Regions from separate parts of the Rattus norvegicus genome. Here region 2 is linked to region 1. Evidence: chromatin contacts called from public Hi-C data. All regions are on one chromosome and are shown on one strand. The core of a region is the stretch at or near the end of the contact, and the rest is flanking DNA. Distances in the headings are between cores, read along the strand shown.

Evidence for each region. A called contact is a pair of places that touch in the nucleus more often than the background predicts.
Region 2: a Hi-C map of liver shows a contact between it and region 1, with 2.0 times the contacts expected there. The contact joins the enhancer-like site here to the promoter of Zfp326 in region 1. A contact is called at or near these places in 5 of 12 Hi-C or Micro-C datasets (Schwann cells, kidney and liver).

The regions. Positions count from the first base shown.
Region 1 is chr14:4,283,197-4,289,330 of GRCr8, forward strand. It overlaps Zfp326 (zinc finger protein 326), which reads right to left and starts at 2,063. Exons shown (of 11, transcript XM_039092634.2): 1 at 1,898-2,063. The coding sequence starts at 1,913.
Region 2 is chr14:4,328,558-4,334,289 of GRCr8, forward strand. LOC120096556 (a long non-coding RNA gene) reads left to right here. Exons shown (of 2, transcript XR_010057425.1): 2 at 397-925. Among named protein-coding and RNA genes, the nearest start is that of Lrrc8d, 19 kb to the right of the region's middle. Within about 2 kb of position 1,649, at least 25 of the 93 cell types and tissues checked have an H3K27ac peak or open chromatin away from gene starts, as enhancers often do. A contact at or near this core is called in Schwann cells, kidney and liver, where this site is marked.

The sequences.
Region 1 (6,134 bases), core at 813-3,312:
GGAAACATATTACTCCTTCCCTGCCTACTGGCAATATAAAAACTAGTTTATGTCCATATTTGTAACTGCCAAAAGAGGAGACCCAGTATTAATTTAATTTACATCAAGTAAAGGTAAAACAAACTTTCAAAGAGGGTGATGGATGTGGAAACTGATCTTGTGGGATACAAATGTGTCAAGGTCAGCATTTGTTTTACCACGTCATCTGTTCTCTCTAAATACTTCAGAAGCTTGTGTAAAAACACATATGCATATATGTATGAGTGTGTGGGCTGTATCCATCCAGGCATAATGGTAAAGCCTTTATTTAACTCAACAAATAAAGACTGAAAGAACAGAATTTAATAGAGTTTCTAGATATAACCAAATCCTGGCACACGACAGGTTCAGACTCAGACATACTCAAATCTACAGCCCAACTGCAGCAGTGGTGGCTAGGGATGGGCAGTTAAGAGATTATCACTAACATTGTTATTTTTGTTATCATTATAGTGAAAGCAAACACTCCAAATTTGACAGCTATTTTTTCAATTCTCTACAGAAAATGGATTTCCTCACTGACTGACTCCCCTCACTCTGCACACACACTACAAGGTTAACTTCTGGCACACCACATACGTTGGTAGTGTCATCAAACTTTGGTCTAAAACATACTTTTTCTTTTCAATGTCAACTCTGGCTATTGCAAAGAGTTGTAATTTAGAGTCACCTACATCAGAATGAGTCACAGTCCAGTACTAAAAGCACAAGCTATTCCGAAGAGCTAAACTACTTCAAAGCGACTGAAAAGTACTCCGAAAGGGGTGATTCTTTCTCCTATACTTACACTTAACAACCTTAACTTCTTGTAGCAAATCAAAAATCAGAAGTTCATGCAATACAACATATGCTAAAATCACACCTTATTCAGTGTCAAAGTCCATTTCTGGTGGAGGCAGAGGCTTCCATAACAAGAAATGGACCGGTTTTATTTAGAAATACCTAGTTCCTGGAGATTACACCCAGTTTAATCCTAAACTGTCTCCTAACACTGTCACTACTATAGATCGCTTTATCGTGACACTGATTCCTATAAAAGTTGAGCAAGGTCTGAAGATGTCAAATTAACTGTACTTCACCGCCCTGGGCAGAACGGCTGTAAGAACTAGTGCAGAGAGGTCTGAAAAGCAACCTTACAAATCGGTTTATTTAATCAGCAAGTCCAACTAGGAGTGCTGTGCACCGATCTAGCTGAACGTGAAGGGCATCTGGGGCTCGCCGTGCCAGAATTCTAACTTAGGCAGCATCCATACACAAGCCCCACCACCGCCATCCTTTAAATAAAGATGCACTACTGTCAAGGAACTGTTTCAGATGAGGTATTCACAAGCAGGTAAAGCAGGTGAGATATCAAACAGCCCGGTCTGCTACGTGGTAATAACTTGCAGATTTTGCTTCTGAGGGAAGCGAAGCCCACCTCGATGGAACTAAGCTTAGGGACGCCCTTTTTACTCGCCTCACAGAGAAGCACCGCATGAGCCCGAGGCAGCCTGTGTCGAGCAAGATTCCAGAGCCCGGGGCAACGCGGTGAGGACCGGCTCCACCCGCCACCGGGTCGCTGCCCCGAGGGCCCCGTGAGCTGGGTCACCGCTCGGCCAGGCCGGGAAGTTGCAGGCGGCCGCGGGCGAGGCCGCGGGGCTCGCAGAGAGGCCGACCCCCTAGGGAGCAAGGCTCCCGTCGGCCGCACCCTCGCGTGCGGCTCCGGGACCACGGGGCTCCCGCCCCGGCCCGCGGCCGCCGCGCGGCCCACAGAACAAAGCCACACGGCCATCTTGAGGCGGTAAACAGACCCCCGGCGCAGGCCGCCCGCCGCCCTCCCGCCCGCCCGCCGCGGCGGCCCGCCCCGCGCGCCGCTCACCGTCCTCGAAGTCCATGCTCGACGCCGCGGGGATGACGGTCCCGGCGCTGCGCTGTGGCCCGAGGCAAGCGCCCGCGACACGACGGTGTCCACACGATCGGCCCGCGCGACCGACAGCGGCGCTACTGGCCGGGAAGCCGCAGGCCACAGCGAGGCTGGGGGCGGGGCCGGACGGGCCTGCCAGTCGCCTCAGAACGGCCTTCGATTGGCGGACGCGAGGCGGTGGGCGGGTCTCGCGTGGGGGTCGGGAAGCGAGGCGGTTGTCTGGCTCCTGGGTCCTGACCCTGGGGAGCGCGGCGGACGGAAGGTGAAACGGGAGCGCGGAAGGCTGGAGAGGGATGTTCTGGAAGGACTCCGTTTGGCCGGCCATGTTGGAGCCTGGCAAGAGCGACGGGGTCCAGGAGGGAGTACTTTTCTTTCTCTTGCACGAACTCACCAAATCACATGGCGACCTTTGGCTTCTGTTGGCTGGAGGAGTGTGGAGGAGAGATTCCAAGTTCTTATGGAGTTCCTTCCTCTGACACACACAGAAGTGTGGGGCGTGCACAGGAGCCCAGATTGCCAAATACGAAACGATCATGAGACTATCCCCAGACAGGCTGCTAGCCACTGCTGGGGTTTAAGGTGTAAAACAGCTGTGAAAGTTCGCAGATGGGAAAGATTTGGCAGGAAGAAAGTAGTCCACAGCTCCAAGGACAGTGAAAGAGAGAGGGAGACAGACAGAGAGACAGAGATTATTCCACTTTAAAAAATGTGTTGGAGGGGTTGGGGGATTTAGCTCAGTGGTAGAGCGCTTGCAGGCCCTGGGTTCGGTCCCCAGCTCCGAAAAAAAAGAAAAAAAAAATCGTGTTGGAGCAGACACAAAGGTATTCACTCAGGAACACTATGGGAAGACTATTTTGGTCTTGAACCACAGTTTTAAATAACTTAATTTTCTTTCTGTTTTCACAGAGCAAATGGCGGTGACAACAAATTGGTTACCAGATAGGAAGCCAGAAGTCAAATTCTAAGCACTTTTTCGGGGTTCAACCCATTTGCTAAATCCCGTTCGGAGGAAGCAGGAAATAAAACGGGAAGCACAGCAAGGTGTACCACAGTAGCCCCAAATCTGGGCACGGAAATCTGGGCACGGCCTTGTGTCCTGCTCATCGTCTTCCTCCTCCACCCTCCTTGACTCATCCGGTTCTCCACCCTTTCCCTGATTCCTTCTCTTCTCCCCTCCCACACGTTTTCTGTTCACCTGGGCTGAACGTGTTGAAAACCGAACTCACAATTTCCCTTCTCAGACCTGCTTATTCTCGGATTCTTCCGGCAGTTCACCACGCGCAACCGCCCACTAATACTGCTCCTCCAGCCTCCCACTTCCAATCCACACACAAATGGAGCCTTTGATCATCATATTGCCACCTAAAATATCTTAAGTCCGCCCCTGCCTTTTCCATTTGCGCGGCCACTACCTGAGCTAGGACACTCACTGCCTCCCTGCAAAACTCTTGATTTCTCTGCCCTTCAGCCTCACTCGGGCCCAAGTGATCAAGATGCAAATCTGGTCATGTAGTTCCCACACAACCAGAAGTAGATCTGACAGAGCACAAACAAAAGGTGGAAATACTGCCTGACCCTTGCCTTCTCCCGGTATCTCTCTCCCCCTCTCCCTGTTCTCCCCCCTCCCCCCCCCGTGTGTGTGTGTCTCCTTTATAAAGACTTTTTAAAAATTATGTGTAACTTTAATTTTTTCAAAACCTATTTTTAATGATGGTTCTTGAACTCTTTTAACCTCCTTTTTAGCCCACCACCACCACCAGCAGAAAGGACAGGGGTGGGGAGGAGGGGAGCTGTTTAGAAAGATTCTTTGGAGCCACTCCCTTTCTGTGTTGTCTGGAAATCGGCAGTTCAATTCACAGGTCACAAACGGCAGCTCCATTCACCCACAAACACTTCAGGGATACACCAACCCGGCGGCGTCCTTCCACATCGGTGCTTTAACAGAACATGCGTTCACCTGCGTCTGCTTCAGCCAAACATTCTCTGCCTTCATCTCCCACCCCTGTCCACTTTAGCTAAACGTGCCTTTGCCACCCAACCAACTTTCCAAAGAACCCTTAAGTGTCCAGTCCAGTTATGAGTGTGCATTGTCTCTGTGTGCACATGTGCACAAGCGCAGGCGCCCGTAGAGGCCAGGAGAGGGCGTCCGATCCTCTGCAGCTGAAATTATTGGTGGCCAAGAGCTGCAGGACTTGGGTGTTAGAAACTGAACTCAGGTTCTCTGAAAGAGCAGCAAGCACTCTTCACACCGAGCCCTGTCTCCAGCCCACTCTCCCCAGCTTGGTTATCAGTTTCAGACTCCTGCCTCTCCAAACAGCCCTTTGCTTTGTCACATCTGCAACCGGATGCACCCTCCAAACGTAACTCTGACCTACTTTTATAAAAACCATTCTCAGGTCTCACTCCCATGTCCTAAGCTTGCATTTCCCAGGTCTACATGATTCAAAGTCTCATTAAAACAGGGTCACAGACAGTCATGCTGGCTGGAGGCCAAGAACGGCCATTCCTACAAACCTCCAGGGGCAACAGCTGCTGGTAAGCCACACCCTAAGAAGCAAGCCCTCTCACCCACAGACTTGGCTTTGAGCCCTCTTCATTCAAAGCTCTTTGCCACCATAAGGTCCCCTTTGTCCCCTTGCTGTCAAGAGAATTTGTTTACCAAGTCAAACTCTTCCCTAGTGGATTTTAATTCTTTGCTTTCCTGTTTACCTTCTGGCAAAGGAATGATTTTATAACCTAAGGTCCTAAGACCTGAGCATGACTGAAAGGGGGTGAACATTGGTCACTATATTCACACACACACACACACACACACACACACACACATTTCTCTCTCCCTCTCACGTGTGTGTGTGTGTGTGTGTGTGAGTGAGAGAGAGAGAGAGAGAGAGAGAGAGAGAGAGAGAGAGACCACATCCCCTTCCTTCACCTTCCCTTCCCTCCCCTGGAGGAAAAAATGGCCAGTCAAGGAGCAGCTAATGCAGAAGCCGGTATACTGAGTGCTAACACACACACACACACACACACCACACACCATACACACCACACACACACACACACCACACACCACACCACACACACACACACACACACACACACACACACACACACACACACAAAAACACCCCTCTTCCCCTCCCTCCCTCTTTTCCGAACAGGAAGCATTTCTACTGAGGAAGTGGCCATACAGAGCCACCCTGTGTCTGTCTCAGTTACTGTCCTATTGCTGTGAAGAGACACCATGGCCACGGCAACTTGGTTTCAAGAGGATTTAATTGAGGGCTTACTACAAGTCCAGAAGGTGGGCCCACAGCCATCATGGTGGGAGCCTGGCAGCGGGAGGCATGTGACTGGAGGAGTAGCCGGAGACTTACATCTGACCCCTAGGCAGGAGGCAGAGATACTGGAACCTCAAAGCCCAGTCACACCCCTCCTCTAACAAGCCCACATCTGATCATCCTTCCTAAACAGCCCAACTGGGAACCAAACACTCAATCACGAGCCTACAGAGCTGTTCTCATTCAAACCACTTCGTCCTATACTACATGAGAAGTCATCAGCCTGCCCCACGTTTACTTATTCAACCAACTCTGACACCTAGCATGTGCCAGGCACCCATCTTACGTCATTGTTATCACTAGACTCCAGCTAGGTTCATCTTTGTTGGACGCAGCTCCGTACCCTGAGGGCCCAATCGTTTGTACACAAAGCCACGCATTATTTCATCTTCTGTATATTTTACAGCAGACAACAGGTTAATGAATCCCAGACCAACAACTCTATTAAAAGTTTAATGAGGGGGTTGGGGATTTAGCTCAGTGGTAGAGCGCTTGCCTAGGAAGCTCAAGGCCCTGGGTTCGGTCCCCAGCTCCGGAAAAAAAAGAACCAAAAAAAAAAAAAAAAAGTTTAAAGAGATACGGGGGTTGGATGTTTTATGTCAAAAGACGTGGGGATTGAAGTGAGGCACGGGCTACAGGGACAAGAAGGAAAGAGAGGTTATACCTAGGACCTGTTCTTAAGGGAGTGACATCGGAGAAGCTACAACCTTGAACCCAAGAAGAGTCAGGTGTCTGAACTCACTGATGACCCAGAGTCCTTTGTTCCGCAGCTGCTAACCCTCCGTTGCCACAGCATCAGCATGGAAAATTTGCCATTGCCATAAACAAACCGGCACTTTCACATGACCCCGATG
Region 2 (5,732 bases), core at 399-2,898, 45 kb after region 1:
CACAGCACATAACATACTTGTATTATACATACAGCACACATACACACCTCCCCTATATACCACACCACACACTCATATACACCACACACACACCACACATACATACTCACACATACCACACTTACACACACAGACACTAATTCACATACAGATTCCACCCCGACAACCACCCCCACTAATACACAGACAGTACACATATTCCTCCCCCCCGCTCTCGCACGCGTTCCTCCTGGGGGCTCTGAAATTCACATCTGTCAGGAGCACATTGGCCAGCAGGGCTGAGAGAACTGCACTGTAATCCCAAGATTCCTTCATCTCTGTTCCAAGCAGTTCATTCATAGGGCCCGGCCCCTTCCCCTGCACAGACCACAAACATGTCTTCCTGCCCTATCCCAGATGCCAACTATGGTGACTACCCAGAAAAAAAGCAGTGCAGGAAGAATAAAGGTCAGAGCAGTGTAGCCGCCTGCTGCTGCCCGGGCTGTGACAGCCTGGGAATCCGCCCTGAAATGCCGTGCTGAGAGAAAAGCCACATCTGCCCCAAGGGGCCTGCGAAGGATCCAGCATTTGCCTGCTCCCACCTCTCTGCATCTGCTGAATGCCAGCCTGCACCACACTGACTCTCCTCGAACAGTCCCGACAGAGTGCCCTCATTTCCCAGTAAGGACACCACGCCTTCAGCATTTAATGAGGGAACATGACTGCGGTACCTTGGGTGGGTTGCCCTTTCCTAACAAGTAGTACAAGGGCAGATGTGGAGACAAACTAAAAATATCTGATGCTGAAACATGGGGGATCCTAGCTCTGGGCATATTAATATAAGTGGATATTCACGCTCACTTCAGAGTTGCTGACAGACAGAGCCCAGTCACTGCTCTGTATTTGGAATAAAAGAGTGTAAAGTCTGGTGTCCTGTGCAGACCCATTTCCGTTCTGCTGTGTGGGTGCTTTAGACAGATTGCCTAGCCTCAGTTTTCCCAACTGGAAGACGGGCACGATTCCTGTTGATGTAAACCAAGTGCAGCTCTTTCCTCAAATGAAATAAGAGTTTATTCTGAGGCAAGTAAGGGTGTCTCTGTGACTCGGGCACATGGAGTCAGCTCACCCGGAGTAGTACATCTCTGGCTTGCCCTGACTAAGGCTTCTCAGCGTGAAGCGGTTTCATGAGCTTTAGACATAAAAGAAAGTCATAGTCAGGATACTTACCATATACTTGAGAGGAGCATCAGGTACATGAGTTACAGAAAACAGGGTTTTAATTTTCAAGATTTTACGTGTGTGTGTGTGTGTGTGTGTGTGTGTGTGTGTGTGTGTAGTATGGAATATGTACATGTATGTGCACATGCCCCTGTACCTATGGAGTCCAAAGGAAGACACAGTTGGGTGTCCTGTTCCATTCTCTGCCTTATTTCTATAAGGTAGTGTGTCTCACTGAATCTGAGGCTAGGTCTGGGTCAGCATGTCCCATAATCCTCCTGTCTCTGGCCCCAGTGTGGAGGATTGCAGGCATGTGTGCGAACACACTCAGCTTTGTACATGGCTTCTAGAGACTATACTTAGCCATGTGTGGTGACACACACCCAGTTTCCTACACTCAGGAATCCAAGCATGGGGCCAGCCTGACTTAACATTGGGACCTCATCAAAAACAATACACGTCATAAAGGAGTCGGCAGTATACCTCAGAGGTAGAGAATGCACTTAGCGTGCAAAGAGCCTGGGTCTGATCCTCAACATCAAAATTAAAACCAAACTACAGCAACAAAAGTGGGTTAAGTAGGTCACTGGTGTCTGCTGGTCTTGACCCTTGTTCCAGCCTGTCCCAGCCTCCAGCAGGTACACCTCTCTAGGAAAGCCACAGCTGGCCAGGCCTAGACAGGGCCGCTCTGTGCGGCAGTCCAGAGTTAGAGGACATTCGGGAACGGTTTTGTTCCCTTCTTTTGATGAAAGGGCTTTTGCTTTGTCCGGCCTTTGTTTGGGGAGTTCAACTAATAAAGGGGCTATTTTGCTGGGATGAATCACTGATGAAAAGTCCCGCTGGGATCGGCGGGAGGACAGCCCTCTGGCCTCTCTTCAGCAAGGTAAGTGGGAACAAGGGCTGGGCGCTGGCGTCAAGGGCACTCTGGAGTTTGCTGCCATCAGCGACTTGAAGGGTCTGGTTACTGGTTAATGTGGAAACCAGGGGAGGGAGGTAGTTACAAAAGGCAGAGACTTACAATAGAAAGCCCTGCTTTATACCCGAAAACTTCCATACAGCAGGGCCTGCTGGCCACAAATTCTAAACAATAAACTTTCTCTGCCTGTTCCTGGGTTACTTAATTCCCATTACTAAAACTGGGACCTCTACAATGACATGAAGCTTACCTTTCTGAACTGAGAAAGCCAATCTTGTGTTCAGGGTGGGAAGGGGATGGTAGGGGGTGGCGGGCATGTGTTCTCTAAGACTCTGTAGGCTTCACTTAAACATGGACTATTTAAACACACCGGAGGGGCTTGAGATGTAGAGTCCTCACCTAGCGTGCACAATGTCTCTGCTCCACCTACACCACTGAGTCTGTGGAGTTTGCTCTGCTCATTTGTAGCTCTGTCACTTGGGAGGGGGAGACAGGAAGAGTCCATTTTCAAGGTCTCTTGGCTACACTGTGAGTTAGAAAGCAGCTTGAACCACAGAAGACCCTTGTCTCAAAGCAAAATAAAACTTCAAAGTCCTTTTTGTCAGTGGCTAAGGGTCCACCCACTGTTTGCCAAGGATGCTCAAGGGTCAGATAAAACCAGTTCTTCAGATGGACACTCAAGGAACTTGAGAAAGACAAAACATTCTTCAGCCAAAACATGTCTGAGCTGCTGTCCTCGTATCTGGTGCGCTTGACCCTAACACAGTCACAAGGATTCATGGACTCACGGGACCCTGGGGCCCGGTTTCTTACTGTGTTTGGAATCTAAAGGAATCTTTAGATGAATCCGCATCTTGCAGTTCCGTTTCTTTCAGAATGTTGCTGTGTGCAAACGGAGCCATGGGGGTGGCATTTAAATCAATTGACCGTGAGCTCTTACGAATTCAGGGGCATTATTAAGAGCTGATAAAGTTAATAGAAACTGAGTAAGAGGAAAGGCAGCCCTTGATGCTGTTGGAGGGATCTCGCGCCCATCAGTTCTGAGTGATTAGACAGCAGATGCCTGGGGCAGAGCGGCCAGCACCCAGCTTTGGATGTGGTTGCCGATTACAGTCTCTGTAGACCGGCTCTTCGCTGCAAGCCAAGCGAGCCGTGGCATCCTGCCATTCCTACTGTTTACAGTCAGCTTTGGAGAGCTGGAGGGATGGCATTTCAGTCATTGAGATGTTTACTATGTAACCCTGAGGCCAAGGGGTCAGACCCACAGCACCCACAGAAACCGACCACGGTGGAGTGCTCTGTGGAAGTCTAGCCTAAAGCATGACTTCCAGGCTCAGCAAGAAGAGGCCATGTCTCAAAAAATAATAAAGTTGTGGGCTGGTGAGCTGGCTCATGGGGTAAAGGTTGCTTTGTAACCTGAAGGCCTGAGCTCAATCCTACGATCTCACATAAAGATGAAGAATGGATTCGACTCTGACCTGTGCACGTAGGCTGTGCCCCATGGCACCCACCCCCACCATGAACAAATAAACAGTCAAAGACAATTAACAACAACAACAACAAAAACAACAAAAGATTAAGGAAGACATCCCATGCCAACATCTGGTCTACACACACCCATCAAAAACCCAGCATGAGAGTCCTTCTCTGTGATTAATATTGTCAATAGGTAAAAGCAAAACGAAACAGGGTCTCACTACCTAGCTGCACCTGGCCTGGACGTAGTATCCTGACCTCACAGCGCCTGCCTCTGCCTCAGCACTGGGATTAAAGACACGCACCACCACACCTGAGAAGTTCAACATCCAAAGCTCAGTTGGAGAAAGCCCCAAAGCTGTCATCTCTTTACATCATGACCGTCAATGTGAACGCATATTCCACATCGTAATAAAATATCATGAAGAAAAAAAAAAGAGATACGTGTTCTAGCTCATGAAGCAAAAATCCTGAGACCTGGCTTGCTGACGTCACCATCTGGACTCTGTGGCGCCCTCTTTAAAATACTGAACCTAAACAGAACAGTAAAAACAAACCGGGTGCTCCACCAACTTGAGGTGCTTACTGAGCTGCAGAAGGGCAAGCGGGAGGGAGACACCGGAAGTACTGGCCTGGCTGGCTGGAATGCATGCTTCCCAGAAGCTCACTGGATGCACTCTGGTCCTGTGCGTCCTTTGGGGGAAGCTGTAATGTAGTATCACCAGTGTCTACACATTCCCATTTCCTCCTGCCTGCCTCCAGGAAACCAGGGCCCCTGCCTTCCTGGAACATGGACTCTCCTGTATCATTTAAGCGCAAGCAACTCGGGTAAATACCACGAGAACTGGACGGTGTGCAGGACATGGCTTGTGTGGCTGTTCTGATTTTCCAAGCTTGACCTTTCATAAACCTTGTACCTCAAGTCCTTCAGGGAAGAGAATGGACAGCCAGCATGCAAACATTTCCTAACTCAACGACAGTGGCTACTGACCTGTTAATGCTGCACTGTTTCTAAGTTCTCCAATGTGCAGAGGTGTATGCCCCTGGGCGTGTGCCGTTTCTCCCAGAATGCCATTTTAAATGTGGAGGAAAACATCCGTGTAAGCCCATCTTCCCCCAACTGTCAGAAGCTTCCAGGATATGTTTAATGGACAGAGAGAAGTCTAGTGACTCTGTGAGAGTCCACTCTGACAGGAAAGGACAGAATGCCCATCAGTCCTCTGCTCTTGCCAACTGTAGTGATTATATCTATATAATCCACACCAGCCTGACAGATGCAAGTCTTGAGGCCAGCCTAGTCTGCCCAAGCAGTTCCAGGTTAGCTAGGCTATGGAGAGAAGACTGGGAATGGAGCTCAGTGGGTAGAGTGCCCGTGTACACAGAACCTAGATTCCATCCTCAGTGCAGCCGAAACCAGGAGTCATGGTGGTAGAACCCAGCACTCAGGAGGTAAAGAGCCCGAGGTCAACATGCGCTTCAAGATACACTGTCTACAGGACGGGCAGAGACAGGAAAGAGAAAGTGACCCCACCAAAGAAAAAAAGAGGGATGGAAAGGAGGGAGGGAGGGAGGGAGAGAGGGAGAGGCCACCCTGTGGAAGCTACCGTAAGCTACCCCGCTAATGTCTAAATAGGTGGCAGGCTGATTCAGACATTCCACGAGTTAAAGAATTAAAGCTACAGCAGAGAATCCCCTCACTACTCCTCCTCTTCCTCTGTTGTGGTAAAAATTAAAAAACGGTGGAACCAGTTCCCGCGTGTACCCTGGTGGTCGCTAGTTCCGGCTCCAACAGGCCATTGGAACTAGTGCTAATTCATCTCAAATTAGTATCTCTCCTGGTACTAGTAGTTATTAGTATCTACACAATAAACCTACAACCAATTGATAAGGATATAAACCACCCACCTAGATAAGATATAATTTGTCCATCTAGACAACACAAAATCCTATACACATCCATCCCTTAAGAATAGTCTTAGCGTCCTGGGTTCGGTCCCCAGCTCCGAAAAAAAGAAAAAAAGAATAGTCTTAGCAGGGTTGGGGATTTAGCTCAGTGGTAGAGTATTTGCCTAGCAAGTGCAAGGCCCTGGGTTCACTCCCCAGCTCCAGGAAAAAAAAAAAAAAAGAATAGTCTTATCAACAT